Linked DNA regions of Mus musculus: all the other regions are linked to region 1. The links are chromatin contacts, called in public ChIA-PET, HiChIP or PLAC-seq and promoter capture Hi-C maps. All regions are on one chromosome and are shown on one strand. Each heading gives the region's core, a stretch centred on a gene start, on an enhancer-like site or on the middle of the called end of the contact. The rest is flanking DNA. Distances are from core to core; before and after follow the strand shown. Region 1 holds the start of AA388235 (expressed sequence AA388235). Region 2 holds the start of Neu1 (neuraminidase 1). Region 3 holds the start of Slc44a4 (solute carrier family 44, member 4). Region 4 holds the start of Cfb (complement factor B). Region 5 holds the start of Stk19 (serine/threonine kinase 19). Region 6 holds the start of Atf6b (activating transcription factor 6 beta). Region 7 holds the start of Ppt2 (palmitoyl-protein thioesterase 2).

Region 1 (2,518 bases), core at 11-2,510:
GAAATTGATTTTCACACTTCAAATTAAGCAAAAACACCTCACAGATGCTGCCCTCCATTTTGAGGTTTTAGTTAACCCCACATGTAGCTGACATCAAAGAATCATCACCATGGTCCCTGTCCGAGTTCTGGAACTGCTCTCTGGGGCTTTGCAGCTCCTTTTAGCACCCATGGCTCTGCCTCCTGCCTCCCCTCTTACAGGGAGTTTTCTTCCCACGGCTGGAAAAGCACGTAAAGTTCTTCTGGATGTAGTTTGATGAGAGCAGGGCGGCCTGAGACCTGAGAGCCCTGGAGAAGTGCAGATAGGAAGGAGGCCCTGGGGCAGCTCAGCAGCCTGGATCCCCTTTACCCTCAGCTCTGTGGGTTCAGACGCTGTCCTCTTTGTTTCTTCCACCAGGCGGCGCTGTTGCCCAAGAATGCGATGCTTCTCTTTCATCTTCAACAGGTGAGACTCTGGAGGGTCTGCAGTGGGAGGGAAGATGGGAAAGGGGACACCTTTCTCTGCAGGAATGCTCTGGATGTTGGGATGTCATGGGCTGTTACAAATTAGCATTCAAACGTCTGAGTCGAATTTATCTTGTTCATAGGGAATCAAAAACTCACATCAGCTCAAGTGCAAAGATGAGCACACACTGTGTCTTCTTCCTGGGATGAGGCTGTGACCCACTGGGCATGGTAGGTTCATAAAATGAAATATCATCTGTATTTTTAATTTTATGCTTTTTGACAAATTGTCATTTCAATACACTCTATTTCAACCATCTTTTCCTGTCCTGTTACAGAGCGCTCTTCATTGGCTGGTGGGACAGTGATGTCCAAACATTCCTGTGCCCTCCACTCCTGTCCTCACACTCTGGATGTGTAGGAGAAAGAGAAGGAGTATTTTTCAAATCATATTTTTAAAATTTTATTGTCATGAGATGTAATCATTTTTGTATGTGAATATGTATGTGCACTAGCACTAGCATTCGATCCCTGGGAACTGAAGTTGCAGATGGTTGACAGCCACCATGTGCTGATGGAACTCACCCTGGATCCTCTGCAACAGGAACTGTTACAAACGCGTTCTCTCACACCCGGCCAGGAAGAACACAACAACCAGAATCTTCTGCGGCAAAGCTTTATTGCTTACATCTTTATGGGGCCAGAGCGCCAGAGCGCGCGGGAGAGCGAGGGCGCGCCAGAGCGCCGAGTCCTATTGTTACATCTTTAGGCAGCGAGAGAGCGCAAGGCGCGCAGAGCCAGAGAGATGCCAGCGAGAGAGAGATGGCGGAAACCCCCTCCCTCTTTAAGGAGAACTATATTTTTGCTAGGATGCATCACTCCCTGATTGGCTGCAGCCCATGGCCGAGTTGTAGTCACGGGGAAGGCAGAGTACATGGGGGGAGGAGTACCCTGGCACATGCGCAGATTATTTGTTTACCACTTAGAACACAGGATGTCAGCGCCACCTTGTGACAGCGAATGTGGGGCGGCTCCCAACAAGGAACACGTGCTCTCAGCTCTGAGCCATCTCTCCAGCCACCACTGGAATGTTCACATCAAAACCACACAGCTGATCCACAGCCTGCTGCTGAGCACATGAGAGAAACTAGAGGCCCAGGAAGAGACAGTGTCAGTGCATAGCTCAGGAGGGAGGGGAGCTGGGCACTGATGGGGAGAGGCCTGAGGACAGAGACAGAGAGGGGCTGAGCAGGAGGGGACAGAGGCAAAGGGGGAGACCTAACTCCGCAGAGTCCCCTGTTGGAGGGTATCTCTGTCAGATTGCACTGGACACATCTGCAGAACCCTGCTGGTCTCTTCCATTTCATAGTGAACGCTATGCTGGTTTGAATGAGAACAGCCACACGGGCTCATAGGAATGAATCCTTCATATCCAGCAGATGGAACTCTTGAGAAAGATTGGAGGTGTGGCTTGGTTGGAGAAGTGTCACTGGGCTGGGCATTGAGGTTTTAAACATTTCCAGGCTCCAGGCACCTGCGTTTGGCTGTGCCTGTGGTCTGGCTGGACTTTAATGGCGTAGGTTGCGGAAAGCTGGACCAGGGACCATTATAGAGCAGGTGAACGTGCAGACCGCCATTGCGCATGAGCAGGAGCTGCTCAAGATGACTGACAGGCGTTTCAGGAAGTGCATCAGGAAGCCTGGGGCTCCTTGGACAACTCTGAGCAGGAATGCATCACCATATGCATGGACCGTTACAAGGACGCCTTGAACACTGTGTCCTACGCCTACAACTCTCGACTGCCACTGGAACAAGCCAACGTGTGATCGACACCTGTGCTTTCTGACAGTGCTCTCAGAAGACAGCAAGGACCAGTGTGAGTGCAGGGACATGGCTGACCCACTGAGCTGTGACCTCATGAGAGAGCAAGCCAATGAAGCACTGATGGGAGGGTGGGGAGGAGCGACTCCCACTGTTCCCAGTGTCTCTCCTTTGGTATGCAGATAGATGTGTGAGCTTACACTGTTCTTGTACCATGTCTTTCCTCTGCCGTCATGGATTCACATTCTCTGAAA
Region 2 (2,518 bases), core at 8-2,507, 950 kb before region 1:
CTTCCTGCCTCTCCCCGGGGACCTCAATGTGGCACCAGAACCATGTTTCTTCTTTCTCTGACATTATTTCCTGCTAATTCCCCTGAGACATAATTCTCATTTTCAGTACCTTGGTTCTTAGTTACAGAAACTATGGACAAAATTCATCCTCTGGTTTCCCTAACTCATTAGGGACTCAAGCCCCAAAGTTCTATCTCTGGGCTGAAGTCATCCTCTGCCCTGGCCTCGGATGCCAGGAGCAGGAAGATCGCTGTGAGCCCCTGACCCCAACCAGCCCAGCAGCTCAGTGGTCCCCGGGGTCTGCTCGGCTCTGCTCCATTGATGAAGGGAACCCCCAACTCCCTACCCCGATCACCCATACAACCCAGCACCCGCTCTTTCCACCCGGGAGCCTTTGTTACCCTGGTCCGTGGACCTCCTCATGGCGATGAACTTGGCCCCCTCATCGGATGCAGATTTTTTCCTGGCCTCAGCGAAGGCCAGGAGCGTGCCCCGAGGGGTGGCTGTGATGAGCGGGATGCGGAAAGTGTCTACAGAGCCGATCTGCTTCCCGCTCACCCACAGCAGCTGCTCCATGGTCACCAGCGGCTGCACCTGCGCAGAAGGACACCTCAATGCAGACAAGCTTCACGAGGTTTAAGGTACCTAAGACCGATAGGTACTGGCTCCAGCCAGGGTTCCCATGAGAGAGGGTAATGGGGAGCCTGAGTAGGGGTGAAGGGTGTCCTAGAACAAGAGGTGGGAGCCCAGAGGATAGTATGGGCCGAACCTGGAGGCTCCTGAGCAAGGAGAGGCTGCGAGGGGAGAAGGAACCTTCAGGGATGAGGGGCAGGACCCCATAACAGTTGAGCCAGGGGCCCAAGGAAGCAAAGGTGTTGGGAGGGGATGGAGGGGCAGGAGTGTCACGCGGAGGGATGGCCGAGCTGGGCAGTGGCCACCTCTGCAGGTGCAGCAAGGCTCACCAGGCTGAAGTCATCCTCTGCCCTGGCCTCGGATTCCGCCGCGGACACCAGGAGCAGGAAGATCGCTGCGAGCCCCTGACCCCGACGGCCCGCCCAATAGCTCAGCGGTCCCCGGGGTCTGGTCGGGTCTGCCCCCACCATAGCTCCCGGCGATCCCTGTCCAGGAACTGGTCACCGGTGGCAAGCCGTCAGCTGACCTCGGCCCTTTAAAAGCGCGCACGTCACTCCGACCCCTCCCCTTGGGGGCCGCAGCCCGCGCTGCCGCGACTCCAATTAGTCCATCAGCATGTGACCCAGAGGCGGCCCCAGTCTGTGTGAGCCTTTTGACTGGCTCTAACGCCAGAACGTGACGAAAGGGGCGGGGCGTGTTTTAAAGCAACCGGCGGCTATGAAAGGCACTGACCCCTTGTGGAAGAGACAGGTTAGGGATGGCATATGACTCAGTTGGTAGAGTACCTTCCTAGTTTGTATGAGTCCCTAGGGTTGGGAAGCCCCACTCCTAGCTGAGGAGATCTTGGCAGTTGATGGCTGCTAGGGGAGAGAAAGGCACTTTTCTTTAGGAGTGTGCCCATGGTACCCCACGTCCCAGTGGATGACCCCAATGCCCTTAAGCACATGACTAACACTGATTAGAATCACTAGGTTAAAAATAATAAGCAGCTGGGCGTGGTGGCGCACGCCTTTAATCCCAGCACTTGGGAGGCAGAGGTAGAGGCAGGCAAATTTCTGAGTTCGAGGCCAGCCTGGGCTACACAGAGAAACCCTGTCTTGAAAAGCTAAAAAAAAAAAAAAAAAAAAAAAGCGACGAATGAATGAAAAAAGAGCCACCCTCCTTCCTGAGTTCTAAGCCAGCCTGGTCTACAGAGTGAGTTCTAGGATAGCCAGGGCTACACAGAAAAATTCTGTCTCTAAACAGACACAGATAACTTGGAAATTCCAGTGCTCCTGCCTGTACCTCCCAAGTACCGATTACAGGCATGTGTCCCAGCCCTGCTTATGCTATAGACAGAATCCGGGGACCCTTCCATGCTAGGCAAACTCTACCAGCTGAGTTACACCCCAGTCTCCTGGCCTCAGTCACCGAACAAGTTTTTCTTACTGGGTATTGAATCGTGTGATAGCAATTTGGATTTTAATTAAAAAAAAAAAAAAAGGAAGCAAGTTTTCACTGAAAATAAAGCCATAAACTTATCAAGAATATAAAATATTAGTCTTTAATAAAATCTGTTTTCTACAAAATCGTGATTCTCAAGGCATTGACGGCAGGGCTTCTGTACAGGAGGGCTGCATTTCCAGGTCACGATGAGTCTCTCACTTCTTCCTGGTCTTTCCCCCTGTAGGTGCCTCATTCTTCTTGCCCAGAATCTTCAGGAGTGCCTTGGGCATGTAGTAAGGCCGCTCCTGGGAACCATCATTTCTCTCCAGGTCCTCGACTGAGAGGCAAAGTAGATCCGTCAGGGTGGATCCTGATAATGGCACCCCACTGTACCCCAAAATAATCTGGGGTGTATAAACCAAACATCCTGGTTTCCTGTCCGGGCCACTTCAGGCAGTTT
Region 3 (2,518 bases), core at 9-2,508, 930 kb before region 1:
TCCTGGTCCTCCTTGAGTACACAGGGGAGGGGGCGGGGCAGGGCGGGGCCAGGCTGCCAGGGTCCTGGTGGGCACTGAGGGACAGCTGAGGGGTGGGCTAGCCTGGGGCAGGTATCTTCTTTTGTGGGCATTTTGGACTCTGTCCCACCCGGGCTCACAGACACAGGGTCAATGATTGACCCAAGGCTGTTCCAGGAAGTTTTCTGTGCTCTGGCTATTACTCGGTCTTCTAGGGGACACCAGCCCCACCTAGAGGAGGCCCAACCCTCAGCCCTCTCTCTTCCCCGTCCAGTCTCAGGATCTGGGGGAAAGATTTCCAGCCCTTTACTTCAGCAGTTCTGGAAACAGGCCTCCCCTGTTTCCCCTCAGACCTCCCCTTCCACACAGCCCTGGCCCCGATTACTTAAAGTGCTCTAGATACACCAACATACACACTTCTTCCCAACTGAAACCTGAAGGCAGGTGTCAGTTGTCTCTCCACCTTAGGCCCCACTCCTCACAGGGGTCCTTGCAGGCAGACCCTAGCATCTCGGGGTCCCACCCCAAATTCTCACAAGAATTCCTTTAGTCCACGGTACCTGCCCCCCCCCCTCTGGGACTCTAGCATGCAGACCCCAGCAGCTCAGGGTCCCAGGCCCTCCATTTCACAGGAATCCTAGCAGGCTGACTGCAGAAGTTTGGGGTTCCAGCCCCCTACTCCTCAAAGGACTTTATTAGTTCAGAGGCCCATCTCCCCAACTCTTCACACAGATCCCAACAGGAGTCTCAGCTCCTGCCTCTTCACAGGGTGTGGGTTGACAGACACCCCCCCCCCCAGCAACCACAGCGCAGGACACTGCTGGACTCTAAGTCCAGAGCATCGGGACCCTAACCTGCCTCCTAACCACACAGGCTTTGTTTGCTAGGGCTCTGCCCTCAGGGACCTACAGCCCAGGCCTGACCTCCCCACTCCGCTGGCCACACAGGGACGCCAGCCCCAACTCCTGCTCATCCAGGTTCCATTTAGTATGCAAGATCTTTCTGGCGGCTCAGACCATCCTTCCAGGACCTGATTCTGTCTCTTTTCCTTGACTCCTGTTTTCCTGTAGCCGCTCCTCAGAGACCCAGGACTCCAGTTCCTCTGTCAGGATCCAACCTCAGCTGCCATGGCTGCAGAGCCCGGCCACCTCTCTCCAGAGCCCGGGCCTCTGCCCCTAGCCTTACCGTGAGCCTCGTTCTCATTCTGCTTTCTCCCCATGGCTCAGTCTCCGGAGTGATTGGAGCCACGGAGACCTAGCCGCTCACCTGCCGCCCGCCCCGCCCTCCCTCCCAGACGTCACAGCCCCGCCCCTGCCTGTGGTCCTCTACAGTTCCTTTTTCAGATCTCAACTCTTGACCAGCCCAGGGGTACCAGGGCTCAGAACTGGGTCCCAGGAGCTGCTTACCGGGTCTGCTACGGACCGCAGCAGGAAGAAACCGGAGCACTTTGATAAGGAAACACTGCATAATTGTTTAGAGTACTTCAACTGTGGCACACCCAAACCTCTAGGTTGTGATTTGCTTTTCCTTAAACCCCTGTGGCCAGTGGGTGCCCCACAGCTGTTCTCTTCCACCCCACAGCCACAGCTTGCTTCCTACCCAACTGTCCCCTCAGCCCCATAGTCCTCATCGTCCTGAAACAATCACCAGACAGTTTATTACCAAACCCAACATTTATTGAGAACACAGAAAATCAGCTGGCAGAGGCCCAACTTCAATCAGCTAACTGAGGCCAGGCTCAGTGGGGAAGGCCAGCCCTGAAGTCACTTGCACTCCCAGTGAGAAACCAGCTCTGGGAGAGGGGCCATCGACCTTCCAGGCCTTACTGGGGTCTCTGATGGAGAAATGTCTGAAGGGCAGTGCCCGGCCTGGATTTTAAGAGTCCTCAGGTGTTGATGGGGGGCAGGGAGCTGAGGTCAGGGAGCAGCTCCGGGTGGGGGTCCAGCCGGGCCAGGCGGCTCTGCTCCAGGGCGATGGCCTCCGCTGAATGCTTGCACTTCTCAGAGCCACACTGGCAGGTGAAATACTTGCTCTTGATGTCCCAGAATCGGTCACCGTAGTCAAAGCTGGCAGAGGAAACACAGGAGCTCTTGGCCCTTGGATCTAGACACTTCAAACCCATCTCATAGAGCCCAGGAGCCCTCTTGAGGGATCCACCTTCTTCCACCCAACCACTCCTGCAGATGGACTCCAGGTCCTTGTTGGCTCTGTTGACTCACACTCCCAGAGAACTGTCATAAATGCAGGCTTCTAGCCTTCCTGCCTTGTGACCAGACTCTCCCGAGGCTCTGCGGGAAGTGGGATGCAGCCTGCCCAGGGCCTAGTATACTCAACCATCCAGCCAACCCACACTAGCCCCCATCCCCCTTCTTGTTTTTTGCTTAAGATAGGGTCTCTCTACATAGGCCTGGCTGTCCTGAACTCTGTAGTTAGCCCAGGCTGGCCTTGAATTTGTAGGTACTTCTGCTTCAAGCTCTTTCAAACACTAGCATGACAGGCA
Region 4 (2,518 bases), core at 12-2,511, 880 kb before region 1:
TGCAGTCCTCAAGCTGAGTAAAGAAATCTGTACCAACACCCACTTCTCCCCAATGGCAGAGACAGAACTTCTGTCACAGCAGAAAGTTCCTGCACATTTTGTAGCTTTGAATGGGAACAGACTCAACATCAACCTCAGGACAGGACCTGAGGTGAGAGCTTAGTAAGGGATGCTGGGATACCCTGGAGGCAGCTCCCAGAATGTCCAGCCCTGCCTGGAGTCTCGATTCTTGGACCTTACAGGTCTGCCTAATGTCTCCTGGAATGTCCTCATTCTTCTCTCCTATGCCCCACACCGCAGTGGACAAGGTGTATCCAGGCTGTCTCCCAAAACAAAAACATCTTCCCCAGCTTGACAAACGTTAGCGAGGTGGTGACAGACCAGTTCCTATGCAGTGGGATGGAGGAGGAAGATGACAATCCTTGCAAAGGTTAGTCTGATCCTGGACTTCCAGGGAGAAGGCTACGGTGTCCCTGTAACCGGTTAGCAAGCACTCCAAATGCTAGTGTACTGTTCTGGACAATACTGTCTTTTCTTTCCCTGAAGGAGAATCTGGGGGAGCCGTTTTCCTTGGACGGAGATACAGGTTCTTCCAGGTGAGAAGCAGGACCCGGAGGGGCCTCCCTGCCAGGGCACAAGTTCTTCTTGCTGGGGGCAAGTGGGAGGCCTTTGAGAGGAACCAGAGAGGTCGAGGCTTAGAGTGGGGCCACCACTATCTCCACCCTGTTGTCTCTTCCCTCCAGGTGGGCCTGGTGAGTTGGGGTCTTTTTGACCCTTGTCATGGTTCCTCCAACAAAAACTTGCGCAAGAAACCTCCACGTGGTGTTCTGCCAAGGGACTTCCACATTAGTCTTTTCCGCCTGCAGCCCTGGCTGAGGCAGCACCTGGATGGTGTCCTGGACTTTCTGCCACTTTAACATGGTCACTGACTCCTTTATTAGTCTGAACTTCCTGTCTAATACCTCTGAGCGTTCTCACTCCTGGATACATAAATCTTGGGCCCCGGGAGCCCAGAGACAGTGGCAAAAGCTAGGGAATCCCCAGGATTGTGCCGGGACCTCTGTGCCACCTGTGAAGCAAGTCTCTCTCTAGTGTGGATGACCCGTGCTCCTTTTGCTTTCACACGGAATTTCCCAGTTATGTAATTAATAAAAATCAATGATTTCCACATCCTGTCTGTCTTATGTCTTGGGGGGTGGGGAGGCCAGGAAGATTCCAGGAAGGTCAGAGTCCTTGCTGCACAAACAGTGGATGGACTTTGCTCCATCACACAGTCCATGGAAAGACTGATCTTTTAAATTGGGGGTAGTGGAGGTGGTGGTCTGTGCTTGTTAGGAGGGGTCTGGGGGCTAAGAGGGAGCTTTGAAAGGGAAGTTCTGGCCCTTGGTCAGTCAAGGGTGGGGCTCACATAGTTTCTGTTTCCTCAGTTGGCAGTTCAGCTGGGGCCCTCCTTCATGAATGTTCCGGGAAGCAGTGGCTGCGTGCGCAGGGTAGGCTGGCCAGGCTGCAGATGCCAGAGCAGATTGCATAAAAGGTTAGGGGACAGTGGGAAAGGGGTGTAGCCAGATCCAGCATTTGGGTTTCAGTTTGGACAGGAGGTCAAATAGGCACCCAGAGTGACCTGGAGAGGGCTTTGGGCCACTGGACTCTCTGGTGCTTTCCATGACAATGGAGAGCCCCCAGCTCTGCCTCGTCCTCTTGGTCTTAGGCTTCTCCTCTGGAGGTAAGCAAAGGATATTCCATCCTCTTTTTGTCCCCAGCATCTGTCTTTGGCCTTCTGGGGCCAGACTTCACTAGACTTTCTCCTCAGGTGTGAGCGCAACTCCAGTGCTTGAGGCCCGGCCCCAAGTCTCCTGCTCTCTGGAGGGAGTAGAGATCAAAGGCGGCTCCTTTCAACTTCTCCAAGGCGGTCAGGCCCTGGAGTACCTATGTCCCTCTGGCTTCTACCCATACCCCGTGCAGACTCGAACCTGCAGATCCACAGGCTCCTGGAGCGACCTGCAGACCCGAGACCAAAAGATTGTCCAGAAGGCGGAATGCAGAGGTTGGAGATTGGGGGATGTGGGCAGTGGGCAGCTGGGCAGAGTGGGGTGGAGGCTGTTCAGTGCTGGGTAAGATGAGAGCTATGAGACTGGCAGTCTGACCCGTGGGCTGGTTGAGCACAGGCACACCTCTGCAGGTGTGTGATGGGAGGCTTTCCTCGGGCAGTGAAAACAATACTCAGAAAACCAGAAAGGGGGTCTAGAAATGTAGATCAGTTGGTAGAGTGCTTGCCTACCATGCACAAAGCAGTACTGCATGAAGCAGGTGTGGTGCGTGCCTGCAGCCCTAACACTCAGGACATAGGGGCAGGAGCTTAACGATCTTCAGCTTCATAGTTGGAAGCCAGCCTGGGCTACATGAGACCTTGCCTCAGAGCAAACAAAATAGTCCCATAACACAAGAGGCGGGACAGTAGGGTTGAGGGGACTAGGCAGGTACTGTTTCTCAGTCACAGGATTTCTAAGACCAGGAAGGA
Region 5 (2,518 bases), core at 13-2,512, 860 kb before region 1:
GGGACCGCACGGCTGCGACGACTCTCACCTGCGCACATGTACTGCTCAAATTTGTAGCCCATGTACATGAGCTCCCGGAGGAGGGGTGGCCGTGCAAGCCTCTGGGCCCGAGCAGCCGGGGTCTCCACCTCACTTAGGTACAGTGTCCCTTGGAACCGGGAGGCTGCCAGCTGCCAGCCCTCCTGCCGCTCATACGGCGTGGTCAGCAATTTTGTCAGGTGCCCTCTCCATGTCACCGTGGCCCCTGCCAGCCAGCCGGGACCCCTGGGAGGGAAGAATGCGGGGTTTATGGTCTGACTCGAGTTTTACTTCTGTTGACTCAAAGTCCCCACTAAAGACCATTTGGCTTTCCCAACTTCAGAAGAGAAAGCCGGGTCACCAGGTCAGCTTCTGCGTTGCACCGGGCTCACCCCTCCAGCTGGTTCCGGTGTTCCAGGACCCAGCGCAGCAAATGGTCCAACCTCTCTTGGACTTCCTCGTCCCGGGGCTGGTATCGGTCAGGGTATCCATCTCTGAGGTCAAAGTCCGGGCCTGGGCCGTTGATGGGAGGGGGGCTGTAGTAGCGGAGGGCTCGGGCATCTCCATGGTACTGGCGTTGTGCGTCCAGGGAGAAGCAGCCCAGTTCGGATGGACGCCGGTAGAACGGGAAGGGTCCCGAGTACAGAGAGGGCTGTGTCCGCAGTAAAGGGACTGCCCGGGGGAGTTTGTGCAAAGGCTTTTCCACCTCTGTCTTCTCCGCTTTTCTCTTAGTCCCTCTGGGTTCCATGAGGTCCTGCGAGGAAAGCGTTTCCAGTGGATAAGGAGCGAGTGAGCTTCCAGGTTTGGGCTCTGCGTGTCAGGAGCCGGGCGCCTCGTTCCCACCCACGGACCAACGAACGCGGCGAGCTTGAGGAGTTTGGGGGTTGAAGCTAAGACTTGGTTACCTCAAAGCTCCCCACCCTGACCGACCTCCACCTCCTCGAGGCTACGGCGTCAGGGCCGCACGTCAGAAGCCGGAGAAGGATGCAAACACGGAGTTGCTGTTTCTGATGACGCTCTCATCCGCCCTCAGCGTCGGAGTGGGCGAGGTCCGTCTGCACCGGAGCGGGAACCCAGGCGGGCCACTCGCGCCTCGGCGCGCCCCAGTGAGCGCTCTGGTCGGGAGCCAATCAGCAGCGGTGCGGGCGACGGAAGTGAGGCTGCCTTCGTCATCAAACTCAGACGACCAGCCAGAGGGCCCGTCGTCATTATTCTGTGCCGGAAGACGCGGTCTTCGGGACTCCTTTCCCGGAATCCTGAAATCCGGGTTATGAATCGCAAGAGACGGCTCCTGGCGTCTGAGGCTTTTGGGGTGAAGCGGAGGCGGGCGCCGGGGCCCGTGAGAGCGGATCCTTTAAGAACAAGAGCAGGTAACCATGGCAACCTGGGCGCGGAAAGCCCGAGGGTATCCACCCTTGGAGGAGGGGGGGGAGGAGGAGGAGGAGGAGGAGGACCTAGGGTAGTAACCATGGCAACCCAGGCGCTGGGCAGCGACTCTGAGGGCTGGGGCGTCCGAACCTCCGCGCTGTCTCCACCCTCGCTCTCCACCCGGACCTGACCACGCGCTTGCTCCACCACAGGCTCGGCGCGCGAGGCCATCGAGGAGCTCGTGAAGCTGTTTCCCCGGGGGCTGTTCGAGGATGCGCTGCCGCCCATCGCGCTGAGGAGCCAAGTGTACAGTCTGGTGCCAGACCGGACGGTGGCCGACCTACAACTGGTGAGCACCTTGGAGACCTTTGGCGTGTCCCCCCCCCACCAGCCCCGGCCCTCCGACCCGCAGCCTCGAGGGCACTCGCCAAGTCCCTGTCGCTCAGACACTCAGTCGTCCGTCAGCAGGCGTTAGGCCAAGGCAAATGCAGAGCAAATCCCAGGGGTTTGGAACTGCAGGCAGATGTCACATCTGACAGGTGATGGCTGTTAGAGAAGGTTAGTGAGCGCGGACAAAGGTGTACTGAAGGTCACCGGTGAGAGAGATTGACTGAAGGAGAGAGATGAGTCTAGTGTTAATTCCCAGATTTCCCAAGTGATCAGTTAGTGATTAGGGGATTGACTAGAGGAGGGAGGCACCGAGTAGCTGCTTGCCTGATGTGCGTACACTGAGTTGCAGATTATAGATGTATGAGACAGTGGGCTATGACGCTGCAGATCATTCTAGGCTGTGGTGCACAAGGCATAGGGGCTAAATGAGATACTTAGGGAGACTAGAGGAGTGATGTAACCTCGTGGCCAAGTTTAGAAGGCGATTGAAAGCCAGGGCCATGTCTCTTCACACAAAAAAAATCCACAGTGGGCAGATTTCAGTCTCTGTTTTATAGGAACTCTCAGACCTCTGCCTGAGTTGAAGGTCAGAACACTGTGAACGGCTCTCTGCTGCTACATACCTCTCTGGGCTCCTTTTAACTAGGGCAGTTCCTCCTTAGAGGCTGTCACAGATCCTTCTTGCTTAGCTTTGTCCTTATATTGTTACAGAGTTTCTGACCTTGATTCCTGCAGGTGACTT
Region 6 (2,518 bases), core at 12-2,511, 670 kb before region 1:
CAACACCCCAGGGATCACAGGGAGGAGCACACAGGGATGTTAGTTTCTGGGAAGCAGTGGGAAGAGAAGGGCATTTGGAAAGATGAGGGGAATCCTAAGGGCGCCTTACCTGGGAAGATGGGTAGAGGGTCCCAAGGGGGCTCAGGGGGGCTGACATCCATCCCCACATCCAGAGAGCTGCTGTCAAACTAAGCAGTGGGACATATTAGCGGGCAGGAAGGTGAGAAAGTACGACAGCAAAACAGGAGCGACACAGCTTGCAAATTAAGACGCCCACTGTGTCAAGGCTCCATAGTTTACAGAAAAAAATGTTTCTCTTTTGCTTTCGTTGTATTTTACTAACAACCACTAACCACCTATTCTCGCCCCTGTAGACACACAGCTGTCAGTCTTTTATCTGTACCCCATAAGAAGGATCCCAAAAGGCCAGAAGGGGCTGCTCTCTAAAATCCTGACTTAGTTGGCTAGTCCCGGGTGCGCCTCTAAAATAAAACTTGAGCCAATTAGACCAATGGACTTTTGAAACTGGTCTTTCTCCTCGAAATTTTCGAGTTTAACATGAGCAGGGGTGACACCCTGATGAGCTCTGTGGCTTGGCAATGACTCCAAGTTTGGGGTCGCCCTCCCACCACCAAGGGTCATAAGAGAAACTCTGAGGTAGCAATACCGGGACATCCTGCTCCACGCAACGGAACAACTGTGCCTGCTCCTCGGCCACTTCATCCAGGCCACTGTACAAGGTGCTGTCTGCATGGAGGCCCGCGTGTCAGGAGGGTGGCACGCCAGCCCCGGCTCCATCCCTCATTGGCTCGGCCGGGCCAGACCCACCGCCCGCCCACTCGCTCAGCCTTACACCCTAAGGCGTCCAGCCCCTCTCCCCTGACCCCGGGCAGCCCCGTGCTCCCACGGGAGACCAAGGTCTTCCCTCCTCCCGCATCCCGGGGAAGCGCGAGTCCCGCTGCGCTCTCCCTCGGAGGATGGGCTCGGCGTCCGCCCAGCCTTCCTCGTTCACCCTCTGCTGCCTTCCCGCGTGCCTCGGGCCCATGGCGAGCCTCAGCCCGCTCCTCCCCCGGGGCCCCACTCCGCGCACCCCAGTCCTCCGGACTCAGCAGGTTGTCGGTGAAGAAGCGCGTCGGGTCGGCGATCTCACTGAGGAGCATCAGCTCCGCCATCTTCCCCCCACCCCCCACCATGAGCCGGCTCCCCGGCCCGCCTCCTCCCGGCCGCGGCAAATCCATGAGCTCGCTGAGGAAAACCGGCGTCCCGGAAGTCCTGATGACCAGTCAGAGGCTTAGTTGGTGAACACGTGACACGAAGGAGCAATGACTGTGCATGCCGGGCCAATGGCACGGGTCAGCCGCTTTACCGATCCAGGCGAGACTGTGCGTGCGCCGTACAGGCCCCAGAAACTAGCATTGTGGGAAATGTAGTTCCTAGCACTTAGGGTTCCGGCATCTGGGCTAGAGTGTTCATGCTTGAGCAGTTGTCCGCAAACATCTGCACCCATGTGGTGCCCATAAACTCATGAAGGCACACGCATAATGAATGAATTATTAATGAATAAACGAATGAGCAAAGTTCCAGCATTTAGGATAAGAGATGGCTCAGCAGTTTAATATTGCTTATTGCGACTAGGCGGTAGTGGTGCACGCCTTTAATCCCAGCACTCAGGAGGCAGAGGCAGGCGGATCTCAGCCTGGTCTACAAAGTGTGCTCCAGGACGGCCAGGGTTGTTACACAGAGAAGCCCTGTCTCAAACCCTCCCACCCAAAAGGAAAGTGCTTGTTGCTCTTATAAGGGTCTGGATTACATTCTCAGCACCCACACCTGGCGACACGCAACCACTTGTAACTCCACCTCCCTGGGATGCAACTCCCTGACATCCGGAAGTTCTGGCGTTTGCCACAGCCAGTCCCAAATAGACAACCTCTCCTATCCTCGGAGGTGGATACGCTTCCCGGGACTCCCTCCACCAAGTGGCTCACTGACACCGTCGCTAACTCCCTGTAGGTCAGAACGAGATACGAGTTCAAACAACTTCCTTCGGGGCCCTTGAAAATTCCACAACACAGACCACAGTTCGCGGGTTCCTGTCTCCTTTAATCAGCTAAACATCTTGCGCAGTCCCCGAGCCAGCCCTGCATCCTGTTTCCTTCCCTGAATGACCACCTTCCCCAGCTCCTCTTTCGCTGCACGGTTTTTGGGATCTACTGCTAGCACTTTCTTGAAATCAGCAGTGGCTTTTTCCAAGTCCCCGAGGGCAGCCCGAGCAACCCCCCTTCGGTATAAGGCCTTTAAATGGCCCGGCTCCCGCTCCAGCACTCGGTCACAGCTCTGGGCTGCCAACTGGGGGTGTCCTAGCAGCAACTGGCAGGCAGCCAGATTGGCATAAAGGGTAGTTCGTTCGGGAGGGCCGGGTGGGGGCAACGTCAGCAGCAGTCGGAGAGCCCGTCCATAGCATCGGGCAGCCCCTTGAGGGTTCCCAGCTCGAAACAGTTCTGTACCCCTTCTGTGTTCT
Region 7 (2,518 bases), core at 8-2,507, 650 kb before region 1:
GCCCTCTACAGAGGTTACACCAGTTGAGCCTTTTTTGCAGAAACCTAGCAGGAGAATCAGAAACACCCCTTTAGGATTTTCCAACTCTCTCCAGAGACAGTTGCTCTAGGACAAAGCCCCTCTGGTGGCGTCCTGGAGAGCAGTCTCCAAAGCCCTGGCTTGAGCCCGTTCCAGGTCTGAGAAATTTTTACCCACGGCCTCATACCGGTGGTTCTGGTTTTTCAACCGTGCATGGATCAGAGGGAACCTTGGACCCATCCCTCCCACACCATCTTCAATACACGCTTCTGGTTTTATTAAGTTCAGATTAAACAAAGTCCCTGAGTACAGGCCTTGAAGCTCAGAAACCCTGCAAACTTATTTAATTGCTAAGTAAAAGCACTGACGGATAAAGGCTATTCCCTGGCACTCCGGCGCGCCGTAGGGGTCACGGGTAGGCCGAGTGGTGCCAGCGCCCGCAGCGGGGAGGAAGTCTGCCTGCACTGGCAGGGTTTGTGTCGCCAGCAGCCCGCAGGGATCTGAGGAGCAGTTTGTCGGGGTCGCTCAGGATTGAAAGACTGGTGGAAATCCTGTGGTGAGTCCTTGAAGCCCACGGGGCCCCACGCCCATATAAGGTGGGTCCGGGAGGGTGGGTCGTGAATGCGGAGATAAAAGTAGGGCCAGAGAAACTGGGTCAGGCTGCACTTCACTTGAGGGGCCTGGAGGACTCTCGGCGTCTCCGGAGACAAGGGCACAACACGCACTTCAAAGTGAAGAGTTGTAAGGCGCTGATCCGGAGCGGGAGGGCAGGCAGGAGTGGGAAGAGGGGCTCTTCAGCTGTGATCGGCCTGGCACTCTGGCCTAACACAAGCCTGGCGTCCAGCGATAGAAGCGGGAGTCGCCTTTCGTCAGTCCTAACCTCCCCCCTCGCACGTTTTCTTGGGCTCTGCTACGAAGCCAGACAGCCTGGATTGGAAAGTGGGCCGCATTAAGGAGGGGAAGTTGCACCCCTGGGTGGCTGGATGCAGCTGAAGCCTAGGAATGCCTTCTTTAGAAACCCAGTATTATCTTTTTCTGCTGTTGCCTCTCCCCATCCGGCTAAATGGATCGCTCTGTCTATTTCCTCCCCAGTTCTTTGGGTGCAATGGAATGTTCCATTGCCCCTCCGGTCCGCTGTCCGCGTTGCAGGGGACGCTCGCCCTGTTGCCAGGGAAAGTCCCGGACGTGACGGCTTTGCGCGACCCCGAGCAGCACCCCCCCCCCCCCCCCCGCGCCCCGTCCGTCATCCCACTGCGCGCTCTCCTTGTCCCCCTATCCCCGTATCCGGTGGATTACAGACTAGGTACAAGTAAACAGCTGGCGGAACGAAGCCTCCAGACACAGACCAGGTGGGAGTTTCCACTCTCCGTGTGTCCTGGGCCGCTGTTCCCCGGCCTTTGCAGATCCCAGAGTAGTGAATGGCCGAGGTGATGCTTAAGGGAGATCCTGGGCCTTGGGACAAAGTCCCTTGGGCGCCAAGTTGGGGGCGGGACTTAGGGTGAGCATTGGTGCATGGAGGTGGTAGGTGTTTGTGCCGAGCCATCTGGATGGAGTAAGTTAAAAGTAGCCTTCCCTCATACGGACCAGGAGTAGGAGCGGAGGCCGGAGAGTTGCTTGCTGTGAGTCTGTTGGGAGTGGAGAGGCGTCGTCTCCCTCACGGCCTCTCGTTCCTTCTCAGGTGGGAGCATGCCGGGGCTATGGAGGCAGAGGCTTCCTTCGGCTTGGGCTTTGCTTCTCCTGCCGTTCCTGCCGCTGCTGATGCCCGCAGCCCCCGCAGCCCACCGCGGGTCCTACAAGCCCGTGATCGTGGTGCACGGGCTCTTTGACAGTTCATACAGCTTCCGCCACCTGCTGGACTATATCAATGAGGTCTGTGGGGGATACTGAATGGATATAAAGTGGCTGGGGGAGGAAGCGTGGGCAGATGAAAGACAGCCAGCCCCTCTAGGCTAGTTTTCAGGGTACTGCTCCCCGCACGGGGAGAGCTGAGGGATGGGGGTTCCTGCAAGCACAGTGAATACACTTTGTCCAACCTAGTGCCGCATTGCCCCTTTCCCACAGACACACACCGGGACTGTGGTGACAGTGCTTGATCTCTTCGATGGCAGAGAGAGTTTGCGGCCCCTGTGGGAACAGGTACAAGGGTTCCGAGAGGCTGTGGTCCCCATCATGGAAAAGGCCCCTGAAGGAGTGCACCTCATCTGCTACTCCCAGGGTAAGCAACGCACACTCTTAACTCCCAACCCCCGTCTGAGCTTGACCCTTATCTAAGGCCTACTTTCTGGCGTTTGTGTCCTGAGTGGGAGGGAGGGTTCCTTCTGTGCTCATTGGCCATGGTTCTTAGATTTAAGGAATTACAGAGCAGCTAAAAGCATTTCAGTTGGTCAGAGGCCTAAACTCGCACCATGGCTCCATCATGTGACCTGTGACCCGTGCTGGAATGGAGTGTATCGGAGGCCTGGGATTCTGAGAGACAGGAAGTAAGGATCACTCCAGTGGC

Evidence for each region. Promoter capture Hi-C pulls out the DNA fragments that hold promoters and counts their contacts. ChIA-PET counts read pairs in DNA pulled down with a chosen protein or histone mark. HiChIP or PLAC-seq counts read pairs in DNA pulled down with a chosen protein or histone mark.
Region 2: a promoter capture Hi-C map of embryonic stem cells shows a contact between it and region 1, with 2.5 times the contacts expected there. The contact joins the promoter of Neu1 here to the promoter of AA388235 in region 1. A contact is called at or near these places in 2 of 39 promoter capture datasets (embryonic stem cells and hippocampal neurons), 1 of 115 datasets of contacts at active chromatin or transcription factors (astrocytes) and 1 of 9 other capture datasets (adipose tissue).
Region 3: a contact with region 1 is called in a FOXA1 HiChIP or PLAC-seq map of pancreatic cancer cells. The contact joins the promoter of Slc44a4 here to the promoter of AA388235 in region 1. A contact is called at or near these places in 2 of 39 promoter capture datasets (cranial neural crest and liver), 1 of 115 datasets of contacts at active chromatin or transcription factors (pancreatic cancer cells) and 3 of 9 other capture datasets (embryonic stem cells, liver and pancreatic islet).
Region 4: an HNF4G HiChIP or PLAC-seq map of pancreatic cancer cells shows a contact between it and region 1. The contact joins the promoter of Cfb here to the promoter of AA388235 in region 1. A contact is called at or near these places in 3 of 39 promoter capture datasets (embryonic stem cells, hippocampal neurons and liver) and 2 of 115 datasets of contacts at active chromatin or transcription factors (memory CD8 T cells and pancreatic cancer cells).
Region 5: a contact with region 1 is called in an RNA polymerase II ChIA-PET map of memory CD8 T cells, with 8 read pairs. The contact joins the promoter of Stk19 here to the promoter of AA388235 in region 1. A contact is called at or near these places in 2 of 39 promoter capture datasets (embryonic stem cells and liver), 1 of 484 Hi-C or Micro-C datasets (B cells), 2 of 115 datasets of contacts at active chromatin or transcription factors (bone marrow-derived macrophages and memory CD8 T cells) and 1 of 9 other capture datasets (liver).
Region 6: a contact with region 1 is called in a promoter capture Hi-C map of liver, with 3 times the contacts expected there. The contact joins the promoter of Atf6b here to the promoter of AA388235 in region 1. A contact is called at or near these places in 1 of 39 promoter capture datasets (liver) and 6 of 115 datasets of contacts at active chromatin or transcription factors (acute myeloid leukemia, astrocytes, bone marrow-derived macrophages and 3 more).
Region 7: a contact with region 1 is called in a FOXA1 HiChIP or PLAC-seq map of pancreatic cancer cells. The contact joins the promoter of Ppt2 here to the promoter of AA388235 in region 1. A contact is called at or near these places in 1 of 39 promoter capture datasets (embryonic stem cells), 1 of 484 Hi-C or Micro-C datasets (cerebellum), 3 of 115 datasets of contacts at active chromatin or transcription factors (bone marrow-derived macrophages, memory CD8 T cells and pancreatic cancer cells) and 1 of 9 other capture datasets (embryonic stem cells).

What each region holds. Positions count from the first base shown.
Region 1 is chr17:33,980,234-33,982,751 of GRCm38.p6, reverse strand. It overlaps AA388235 (expressed sequence AA388235), which reads right to left and starts at 1,260. Exons shown (of 1, transcript NR_033305.1): 1 at 1-1,260.
Region 2 is chr17:34,929,992-34,932,509 of GRCm38.p6, reverse strand. Neu1 (neuraminidase 1) reads right to left here and starts at 1,257. Exons shown (of 6, transcript NM_010893.3): 1 at 963-1,257; 2 at 402-594. The coding sequence starts at 1,103. Slc44a4 (solute carrier family 44, member 4) reads right to left here. Exons shown (of 21, transcript NM_023557.3): 21 at 2,074-2,395. The coding sequence ends at 2,274.
Region 3 is chr17:34,913,206-34,915,723 of GRCm38.p6, reverse strand. It overlaps Slc44a4 (solute carrier family 44, member 4), which reads right to left and starts at 1,258. Exons shown (of 21, transcript NM_023557.3): 1 at 1,204-1,258. The coding sequence starts at 1,237. It overlaps Ehmt2 (euchromatic histone lysine N-methyltransferase 2), which reads right to left. Exons shown (of 27, transcript NM_145830.3): 27 at 1,651-2,084. The coding sequence ends at 1,904.
Region 4 is chr17:34,861,257-34,863,774 of GRCm38.p6, reverse strand. Cfb (complement factor B) reads left to right here and starts at 1,261. Exons shown (of 18, transcript NM_008198.2): 1 at 1,261-1,723; 2 at 1,811-2,044. The coding sequence starts at 1,663. It overlaps C2 (complement component 2 (within H-2S)), which reads left to right. Exons shown (of 18, transcript NM_013484.2): 15 at 60-151; 16 at 301-430; 17 at 547-596; 18 at 744-1,173. The coding sequence ends at 917.
Region 5 is chr17:34,835,647-34,838,164 of GRCm38.p6, reverse strand. It overlaps Stk19 (serine/threonine kinase 19), which reads left to right and starts at 1,262. Exons shown (of 7, transcript NM_019442.3): 1 at 1,262-1,388; 2 at 1,599-1,735. The coding sequence starts at 1,289. Dxo (decapping exoribonuclease) reads right to left here and starts at 1,146. Exons shown (of 7, transcript NM_001163770.1): 1 at 949-1,146; 2 at 411-772; 3 at 29-264. The coding sequence starts at 766.
Region 6 is chr17:34,645,889-34,648,406 of GRCm38.p6, reverse strand. Atf6b (activating transcription factor 6 beta) reads right to left here and starts at 1,261. Exons shown (of 18, transcript NM_017406.4): 1 at 1,091-1,261; 2 at 668-747; 3 at 110-188. The coding sequence starts at 1,193. It overlaps Fkbpl (FK506 binding protein-like), which reads right to left. Exons shown (of 2, transcript NM_019873.3): 2 at 1,590-2,518. The coding sequence ends at 2,104.
Region 7 is chr17:34,626,174-34,628,691 of GRCm38.p6, reverse strand. Ppt2 (palmitoyl-protein thioesterase 2) reads left to right here and starts at 1,257. Exons shown (of 9, transcript NM_001302396.1): 1 at 1,257-1,367; 2 at 1,697-1,887; 3 at 2,080-2,233. The coding sequence starts at 1,705.